2 separate regions of the Bos taurus genome follow, and region 1 is linked to region 2. The links are chromatin contacts, called in public Hi-C maps. All regions are on one chromosome and are shown on one strand. Each heading gives the region's core, a stretch centred on a gene start, on an enhancer-like site or on the middle of the called end of the contact. The rest is flanking DNA. Distances are from core to core; before and after follow the strand shown. Region 1 overlaps ACVR2B (activin A receptor type 2B). Region 2 holds the start of XYLB (xylulokinase).

What was found. Hi-C and Micro-C count contacts between places; a contact is called where the count stands out from the background.
Region 1: a Hi-C map of skeletal muscle shows a contact between it and region 2, with 4 times the contacts expected there. The contact joins the enhancer-like site here to the promoter of XYLB in region 2. A contact is called at or near these places in 3 of 11 Hi-C or Micro-C datasets (blastocyst, skeletal muscle and an unstated tissue).

What each region holds. Positions count from the first base shown.
Region 1 is chr22:11,845,583-11,850,141 of ARS-UCD2.0, reverse strand. It overlaps ACVR2B (activin A receptor type 2B), which reads right to left. Exons shown (of 11, transcript NM_174495.2): 2 at 766-973; 3 at 409-518; 4 at 103-254; 5 at 1-24. Among named protein-coding and RNA genes, the nearest start is that of EXOG, 21 kb to the left of the region's middle. Within about 2 kb of position 3,126, at least 4 of the 102 cell types and tissues checked have an H3K27ac peak or open chromatin away from gene starts, as enhancers often do. A contact at or near this core is called in skeletal muscle, where this site is marked.
Region 2 is chr22:11,774,840-11,779,469 of ARS-UCD2.0, reverse strand. It overlaps XYLB (xylulokinase), which reads right to left and starts at 2,462. Exons shown (of 18, transcript NM_001034483.1): 1 at 2,364-2,462; 2 at 1,048-1,130. The coding sequence starts at 2,420.

The DNA.
Region 1 (4,559 bases), core at 1,877-4,376, 70 kb before region 2:
GGACGGGGGTGGAGGTCCAGGGTCCTAGGGAGATCCAGGGCTTAACAGGATCTGGCCATAATAGGATCTACCCCGCCCCACCCCGAGCCACCCCCGTCTCACCTCGTGGATGTCCACGTGGCCGTAGGGGGGCTTGCGATGTCGGTACATCCAGAAGGCCAGCAGGGCGATGAGGGAGAGGCCCCCGACGGGCAGCAGCGAGTAGGCCAGCACAGTGAGCAGGGTGGGGGCTGTCGGGGGTGGCTCGTACGTGACTAGGGGACACACGGAGCCCAGCGTCACACAGTGCGCCTACCTGCGCACCTCCAGAGCCAGACCAGAGACCCCTGCAGCCGCTCCCCACCCCACGCAGAAGCCGAGCATCTGGGGGCCAAAGCCGGCCCACATCTGCTCCCCCCACGCCCTCACCTTCTGGGCCGCCCGCCTCGGGCAGGTGGGTGAAGCGCTCGTTGCAGAAGTTGCCTTCGCAGCAGCAGAAGTACACCTGGGGGTTCTCCTCGGTGGCCACGCACTCCTGCCTGGAGGCACAGTTTCCCATCCACAGCTCGGCTGAGGAACAGACTCCCAGGGCGGCCCAGCCAAAGCCCTCCCCACAGACAGAGATCCTATGGGGAACCGTGGGGGTCGGGCTCCCCAGAAGCGGGACGCAGATCCAAGGCGGGGACAACCCTTCCAGCATCACTGGGGACCTCAAAACCCGGGAGGGCTGGGACCCGGCGACAGCCCGTGTGGACTCCAGACTCCCGGCCTCGGGGGTGCCGGCACCTGTCGTAGCAGTTGAAGTCGTCCAGCCAGCAGCCTTTCTTGACGAGCTCGATGGTGCCCGAGCTGTTGCGCCAGGAGGCGTAGCAGTGCAGCCGCTTGTCCCGCTCGCCCTCGCAGCGCTCCAGGCCGCTCTGGTTGGTGCGCTCCAGCTCCCAGTTGGCGTTGTAGTAGATGCACTCCCGTGTCTCGGCCTCCCCGCGCCCCGAACCTGTGCCCAGGAGGCAGCTGCTGCTGAACCGCCCCAGGCCCCTGGGCTGGAGGAGGGGCGGGCACAGACTGGCAGCCAGTGCACAGGGAGGGGCTCGGCCAACACCCGGAGCTCCGGGTGCCTCCCTGCGACCGCAGGCATGTCAGAATCACCGTGTGTGCTGGAGTGGGGCGGGAGGGTGATGCTAGACATGCCTATTCCTGGGCCCAGCCCAGACCCTGCCAACTGGAGTGGGGGCAGGATCTGTGTTTTAACCACCCCCTTTGTCCCAGGTGGTTTTCGTGCAAAACTCGGGGACCACTTTGGAGAAACTAGGAGCGCAGCTTCCTGCCCATGGCTCTGTCTTGTCTCAGCAGCTCTGCTAGCGAGAGGTGGGGCTGAGGGAATGGGATGGAAACACTGTGGCAGGGCCCATGCTGGTGCCAACGATGCCCACACCTCCCCCTCCCCCCGCCGACCTGCAGCAGCATTGGCAGCTGCATACTCTGCAAAGCCCCCAATCCAGAGGGCACACAGGACCCACTGCATCCATGGCAGCAAATCTAGTGGGGGTCCTCTGGTGACCTGTGGGCCGGACCCCCAAGCTGGGCTACAGACAGGTGCTGGGCACAACCCCACCCTCCTTCCCCCGACTGCAGCACACAACATTGCCAGGCTCTTGAATATGCTCGGCTTCCAGGCTTCACACAAGTTACTACCTCTGGCTGCAAGACGTTCCCCACTTTCTCCTTTAAATGTTGGCTCTTCTCTCTCCCTGGAGGCCAGGCCAATTACTCTCCACTTCCACAGGCCTTTGCACTTCCTCCATCACCTCATTTATCCCCTGTGACTAATTGCCTATTGCTGTTTAAAGGGTTTTTCCAGACATTCAAAAAGTATAAAAATAATGCAACCAAAGATAATCCCCCCAGAGACAATAACATAATAAACACTCATATAAGAAACAAAACATTACAAATGTGCTTGATGATTGCTTCCTAATCCTGTGGGCTTCCCCCACAGGACTGCAAAGCTGATGCTTTGACAGCAGAAACCTTAACTGTCTTGAGTGCTAGAACCAGGTCCAGACACAGGCTGGAAAGATGGGCAGAGGCACCGAAAGAAGGATGGACCAATAATCAGACAGAAGGACATAGTTCTCTCCTGGCTGGAGCTGGATTGTCAAGGGAGGGGAAAACGAGGGATGGCCTCAGCCTGCAGCCCAAGCCCTAAGGTCCATCTGCGCTCAGACAACAAGCCTCCGCGCCCCGTATAAAGCTGGGAGCCCGCCGAAAGAGAGAAGTCAGCACACAGCAGGAGTGTCCCAAGCTTGGCCCAGCTCTTCTCTCCAGGCTACTGACCAAGCAGGGACCCCTCTGGCCACTACTGTGAGCAGGACCCATGCGGACAGGGCTGGGAACTCCAAATCTCAAGGCTCCAGTTAAGACCCAGGGCTCAGGATGACCATGGACCCACACCTGACAAGATCCTCCTACACGTGCATGCATGCTAAGTCGCTCAGTCGTGTCTGACTCTTTGTGACCCCATGCACTGCAGCCCGCCAGGCTCCTCTGTCCATGGGATTCTCCAGGCAAGAATACTGGAGTGGGTTGCCGTGCCCTCCTCCAGGGGATCTTCCTGACCCAGGGATGGAACCCATGTCTCCAGCGCCTCCCGCACGGGCAGGCTGTCCCTTACCACTAGCGCCACCCGGCGAACCCCACACACCAACTGAAAAAAAGGGGCCTCGACCCCATTCAGGTCCTGGTTTGGACACCTCCTGGCAAGTGCCCCAACCACCTCGTGCCTGTGTTTCCCCACTCGGGTAAAGGGGATGCTAACGAACCCACTTCCTTGGCTGTCCCAAGAATGACTTGAGTTATTGCATTTTAAGTGAGAAAGATGCCTGGCACCATCACTGTTATATCAAAGTCAGACCCCTCCCCACTGCCAACGCCATTTCATCACAGCACAAGCCCCCCGCCCCGTCAGGCTGGGGGTGTGCACACCCACACCTGCAAGAGCTTTGTCCCCCAGGGGGACTCGGGGAGACCGGGAGGCTGCATGCCCCCCCACTCCCAGACTCTGCTGCCAGCTGGAGAGGAATCCCCCTCCTCCCTCCTCCCTGGCACTCCTGCACACACTCAGCTATTTATAGCCTCTGGCAACACTCCAACCACAAGGCCGCCTCCGCCTTTTAATAGACACAGGGCTCCTGCCCACGCTCATAGAGCCGGGGCCCCCTACACAGGAGGCTCCCCCAACCCCCGCCCATTCACCCATCCCAGCAGGAGAAGAAGCTGTGCCCGCACTTGCTGCCTCAGAGCCCAGAGGGGCACCTCCCCCGAAGACATGAGGGTAAGGGGTTCATTCTACCCCGAGCACCAGCCGACCTGAGCACTAGCCTCTCAAGGAAACAGGTATACAAGCAGCAGTGTCCCCAAGAGGTGGTCCTTATGTTCCAAGGAGTCTAAACCTCGGTGGGAAGACACCCCTGGTGCTCCCCAAGCCCCCAGTCCAGGCGAGACACGGAAACCCCAATCCTGGACACACAGAACCACACGCATATTCCACTCGGAACCCACGATCTGAAAGCAGGATGGACCTGAATAGATGGGCTCTGACACGCAAGGTCTGTTTCCCAGGCCAGCTGGCCTTGGATGTACCCAACTTGCACTTGGGGAGACAAGGGGGAAATCTAATGGGGAGACAGAGAGTGCTGGAGACCTGAGGCAGACCTTTGGGGGAGGGGGTGCAGCCGGAGCAGCCACGCCTCCCCTGGGGTCCCCCGAGCTCTGGGTCTAGGGAACATTCAGCTCAGCCAACAGCTCTCAGAGGTACCACAGACCCCAGCAGCCAGCCAGCCACTGCACTCTGCCCTTGGTTCCCGGGGCTCCCTGAACAGCCCCGCCTCCCTGTGGGCGCAGTCCCCCTACACTGTGGAGTGGTGAGAATGGGATGCCAGCCACCACCCACCCACCTCAGGCACCAGGTCACCACCCCCGCTCCCTGCAGGAGCCACCAAGCCAGAGAGGCGGCCAAGTGAGGCAAGCCCAGCTTTCTCCCACATTGTCCAGCCTCCAGGTCTGCGCAGAGAAGAGAGGCAGCCCCCACCCCGCCACACAAGCGCACACAGGGGTCAGGCTCCCTTCCCTGGAGGCTGTGCTCTGGGCTCCCCTCACCCTGCCCCGAGGAGGGACCTGCCCTTAGCCGAGCACCCGCTGTCACCGCAGGCTCCTCCAGAGCAGCCAAGGAGGGTCCTGAAGGTGGGGGCGCCCAGCGGCAATACCCGGATCTGAGTTTGTGACTCCGCCTCCCCCGGTCCACACAGGATGCTCTTCACCATCTTCCCCACGACCAGAGTAGGATGGCTGGTGTGTGCGGGATAAAGGGAACCTAAATGGAGGTGAGGAGGAGGGCTGGAGCACACACACACGTGTGCACGCACTGTGCAATGACACACACATACAAGAGGCAGGAAAGAATCCCAAACTGGACTACACCCATCTCTGAACTTCTCCCACATAAGAGAATAACTCTACCCAAGATGTTTATTAAGTGTCAAAACCAGGTTTTGAGCCCAAGGCTGCCTCGCTGTGGAGTACAC
Region 2 (4,630 bases), core at 1,213-3,712:
TAAATTCTGTACCAAGACCTGTCAATTTTACCATCCAGCTCTCTCTCTTGCAATCAATATCATTTCTCAGCCGGATGATCTTTGGAAAACCTCCTCAGTGGTTTCCCAACATGTACTTTGGCCACATCCTATCTGCTTTCCCACTGCAGCCAGAGAGATCTTTTTAAAAAACAAAAACAACCATCTCACACTGTCCCCTCCCCCAATCCCTACAGCCCTACAGTGGATGACCATAGTTTTTAAGATAAAGACAAACTCCATTCCATGGCATATATGGCCCAACCCAGCCTCTCTGCTCCCTAGTCACTCAGCCTTCTTCAGTTCCATGAACGAGCAGTGCTCCTTGCCACAGGGCCTTTGCACATGCTATTCTTTCTGCCTGGAAAGCTCTCTACCATCTATCACCTGGCTAACCCCACTCATCCAGATCCTGGCTTAAGCACTGCCTCCTTAGAAACATTCTCTAACCTACTCTTCCAAATTTAGATCACACTTCTTTACAATAAGTACTTAAAGAAGTGAGTTCCTTTCCGTCAATGGCCTTCTCTGAGTTTATAATAAAAAATTCTTTTTTTTTAATCAATCAGTCTTTGCCTAATATCAATCTTCCCCACTAAATGTGAAGAACTGAGAGAACAACAACCATGACTCTTTGCTTCACCATCAAATCCCAGCATGCAGCACAGTGCTTGATACAAAGTGCGTCTCAACTGATACCTACTACATATACGAAGCCACGTGCAGAATTCAGAAGGAATGCAGGAGAGTGCGTTCCAGGCACAAAATAAAGATGTTGAGTGATGTGTCAAGATCGCCCTTCTTGCAATTTGAGGAAACCAGAATAGTGTGGTTTATAAATATAAAAAGTTGGAATTCCTTGGCAGTCCAGTGGTTAGAATCCATGCTTGCACTGCAACGAGCACAGGTTCGATCCCTGGTCAAGGAACAACCATCCCACAAGTGGCATGCAGTGGGGCCAAAATAAAGGGTTTAGGGTGGACCCCAAAACCACCCCCCTACACACACACAGGCACTCTAGGTACATACCCAAATTCTACAAGGTCTCTGTCAAAATGCACACTGTCTTCATAGAAGACACTCAGCTCTGCATCAACAGCAACAACTTTTACCTGGAAGGTAAAATATTAAAAATAATGGATAGACTTTTCCTCAGCTTCTATACTAGACTGGTCCAAGGATATGAACATCACCAGGTGAAGCCCAGCCCTCTAGAAGTGGTTCAGCCTGGAGAACTCCTTGAGGCTGGGGTGCATCATGGCAATTATCCGGGTAAGAGGCCTCATCTGACGACATATCCAAAGACTTAGTAAAATGAAGAAGTGGAGGCTAAACAGAAACACCCCGAAACACTCAGGGAATTTCTGCCCTCCCAAACAGCCAAAGCCAAAATCCTCTAGAAGTAGATGTTCATAGATGAGCTGGTTCCTGTGCCAGGCAAGAAGGTCTGAGCAAGTCCTAGAGGAGAAGGAATGGGAGGCAGGGTTTGGAGATGTCTCTGGGGTGTCCACGCCTGCAGGGATCTAAGAGACCAGGCAAGGTCCCCGGTTTGTTCCCAAAGGCCATGATCAAGGACCAGAGATACATGTCCCAATAGAGCAGATTCCAAACTCAAGAGTACAACTCCTTTACTGGACAGATGGGGAAAGAGGCCTAAAAAGACAACCTGACTTATCCAAGGTCCCCCCAGGAGCTTCTGGTCAGGGATAGACCACAGCCTTGCTCCCCTGACCCATCTGTGGAGAGGCGTTTGTCTTTAACCGCGACCATGTCCTAAGTTAAGGAGAAGGAGCCCCTTGATACCCCAAACTGGAAAGCAAATCTTGACTCTGCTTGCCTGCGTGCCTGACTCGGGGAGCAGCACAGTCGGGCACGTTGACCTGGGCACGCTGGTGCCATCCAAGGGCTGTCACAGGCGGAACAAAGTTCAGGTGTACAACGTGCCCATTTCTTAAAAAAAAAAAAAAAAAGCTTCAAGCGGGATCTGGTTCCCGGTCACTGGCTCCGCCTGCGTGTCTCCCCGTCTGTCTGGCCCTCTGTTTAAAGCTGCTGAGTTCCTTCGGGTCCCTGGGAACCTGTGCTCAAGACGGCAGGCCAGCCTTTTGGGTTCCCCGGGCATTTCCCCGCCGCGTGCCCGCGGATCCCTTGAAGGAGTTGGGGTGGAGGGCCCCCTTTCTGGGAGAGCCGGGGTACAGGCCTGGCGGAGGTGCCGGGTCCCCGGGGAAGCCCAAGAGAGAAGCGCTCGCAGCGCGGCCCAGGGTTCGGGCGCCGGGGTCCCCGCCAGCCCGCCCGGGGTCGCGGAGGAAGCGGCCCCAACCAGCCCGTCCCGGGGCCCGCGCCGATACCTGCTGCGTGCTGAAGTCCCAGCCCAGGCAGCAGTGGCGAGCGGCGCGCTCGGCCATGGCCGCGGAGGATCCGGCGGCGCGCGGTTCCGTCAGTCCTTCCCGCGGCCGGACTGTCGCCGCGCTCCAACGCGCAGACACGCCGGGCCCGCCCCTCGCCCCGCCCGGCCCATCTCCCGGACCCGGGGCCCCCGCCGCCTTGCGCTCTGGCGCCACCTGCGGGTGAACGAGGTGGGGACGCGCCGCAGCTCGGCATCAGCCTGCTTTTAGCACCGGGGCGACCGACCAATCCCACCTCGCCCCGCTTCCCATCCAAATGTGCTCCCTGCGCAGACCCGGCCTTATCGCGGCCTGCCTTCCCTTGGAGGACGCCTGGACCAGAGGATTCATCCTTAGGCCGGCTTGTTGCTACCTGTCTCTCTGAGAGCCCGGAGCCTGGGACCTCCAAGTTCGTCTCTCTCAGGTACTGGAGCAGCTGTCCACTCATGGTGCTGAGTTAGGGGGCACAGGGAAATGGACCCAGGAACTGAATCAGCGATGTCGGCAGTGAAAGCGAGTCCCAATCCCTAGACCTCCAGGAAATTCCCTAGGCGTTAGTTTTGAAGTACTTTTAAAAATTCAGCACTGTTTTTTACAGTTTGTTGCTGCTGCTGCTAAGTCGCTTCAGTCGTGTCCGACTCTGTGCGACCCCATAGACGGCAGCCCACTAGGCTCCTCTGTCCCTGGGACTCTCCAGGCAAGAACACTGGAGTGGGTTGCTATTTCCTTCTCCAATGCATGAAAGTGAAAAGTGAAAGTGAAGTCGCTCAGTCGTGCCCGACTCTTAGCGACCCCATGGACTGCAGCCTACCAGGCTCCTCCGTCCATGGGATTTTCCAGGCGAGTACTGGAGTGGGTTGCCATTGCCTTCTCCGGGTTTTTACAGTTTACTCATAGTTATATGTATTTTCTGGTTCCCAAACTGCACCCAGGTGCTCTGGGAAGGTGCAGGGAACCCACAGGGGTGCAGCGGGGTATTTTTACTTTTGGAGGGAAAGACAGGGATACTCATCTCAACCTTTGTCAGTCTCTAAGGGCACTGGTAAGTAGTTGACTGTTGGCTACTGGGCAGTCAACGGTTCTAACACTGGATTTGCAAAGATCATATCTTTGCAACCCTATGTCATAGTGATCAGCAAATTGCGGTGATTAAGCAGTCATGGTGATAAACAAGTACTGCAGGAAAATTAAAGTGAAAAAATAAGGGCAGCGGTTTTCAGTCTGATTCTAATCTTTGAAGAGTTGTGCAACACTCAATGGGCACACACATCCCCTTAGTGAGTAGTTATGCTTAGTTAAGAAGGAAATGAAATTATTTTCTCTCCCTATTTATGTGCACTAATTTCTTCAAAGAGCTTTTAAGTTCTTAGGGCACAAGTACACATAAAGCCGTTTGGGTCTAACTATTGATACTTACTAAACAGAACCCTTAACCTGTTCTTTTAGCCAAGAAGCACATGGCAAAACTGAGATTCTGAGGGATGCCATGAAGGGCACAGTGTGTGGGGGCCCCTGATCCACTTGGTTGCTTGTAACAGCTCTATCGTGTTCATTAGTGTACTGACCCCAGGTTTTGCTACTCGAGCTGGCCCCGAGGGACACTGGGGTGGACTCCAGTTCCCCACTAATGCAAGTAGCACAGGTTGAAACATCCTCATCCATGGTTCTGTGGACCTCTGGGAGGGAATTTTTTTTCGGGGGGGGGGTGGGTAATATCCAAGAGTAGGGTTTATATTATGTGTGTATAACTCGTATCATCAGAGTGCTGGATTACTTCTGAGAATCGCTATACTGGTCTACACTCCCACCTGGAATGCCCAAGGGTACCTGAACTTCTCCATCCTATATATAGTACCTGGCATTTATATCCTTTTTGATTTTGCCAGTGTAATAGGTGAGGAGTGGTTTCTCATTATTGCTTTAATTTGCATTTCTCTCATTATTGATGAATTTGAGCTTCTCTTCATATACGCTCACCAGCCATTTAGGATTTCCCATTCCGTGAATCCCCTGCTTATTCCTTTTGCCCATTTTTCAAATTGAGAATTTTTGTCTTTTTTAAAGGATTTGCAGGAGGTTCTTATATTTCAAGATGTAAGTTCCCATTTGGTCTTAGGTCTTGCAAATATCTTCTCCCAATATGTCATTTATCTGCTAACTTGTCCATCTTGCCCTTCATGGACTGGAAAAATTAATTTTAATGTAATAAAATCTGTCAAATTTTCTCTGTA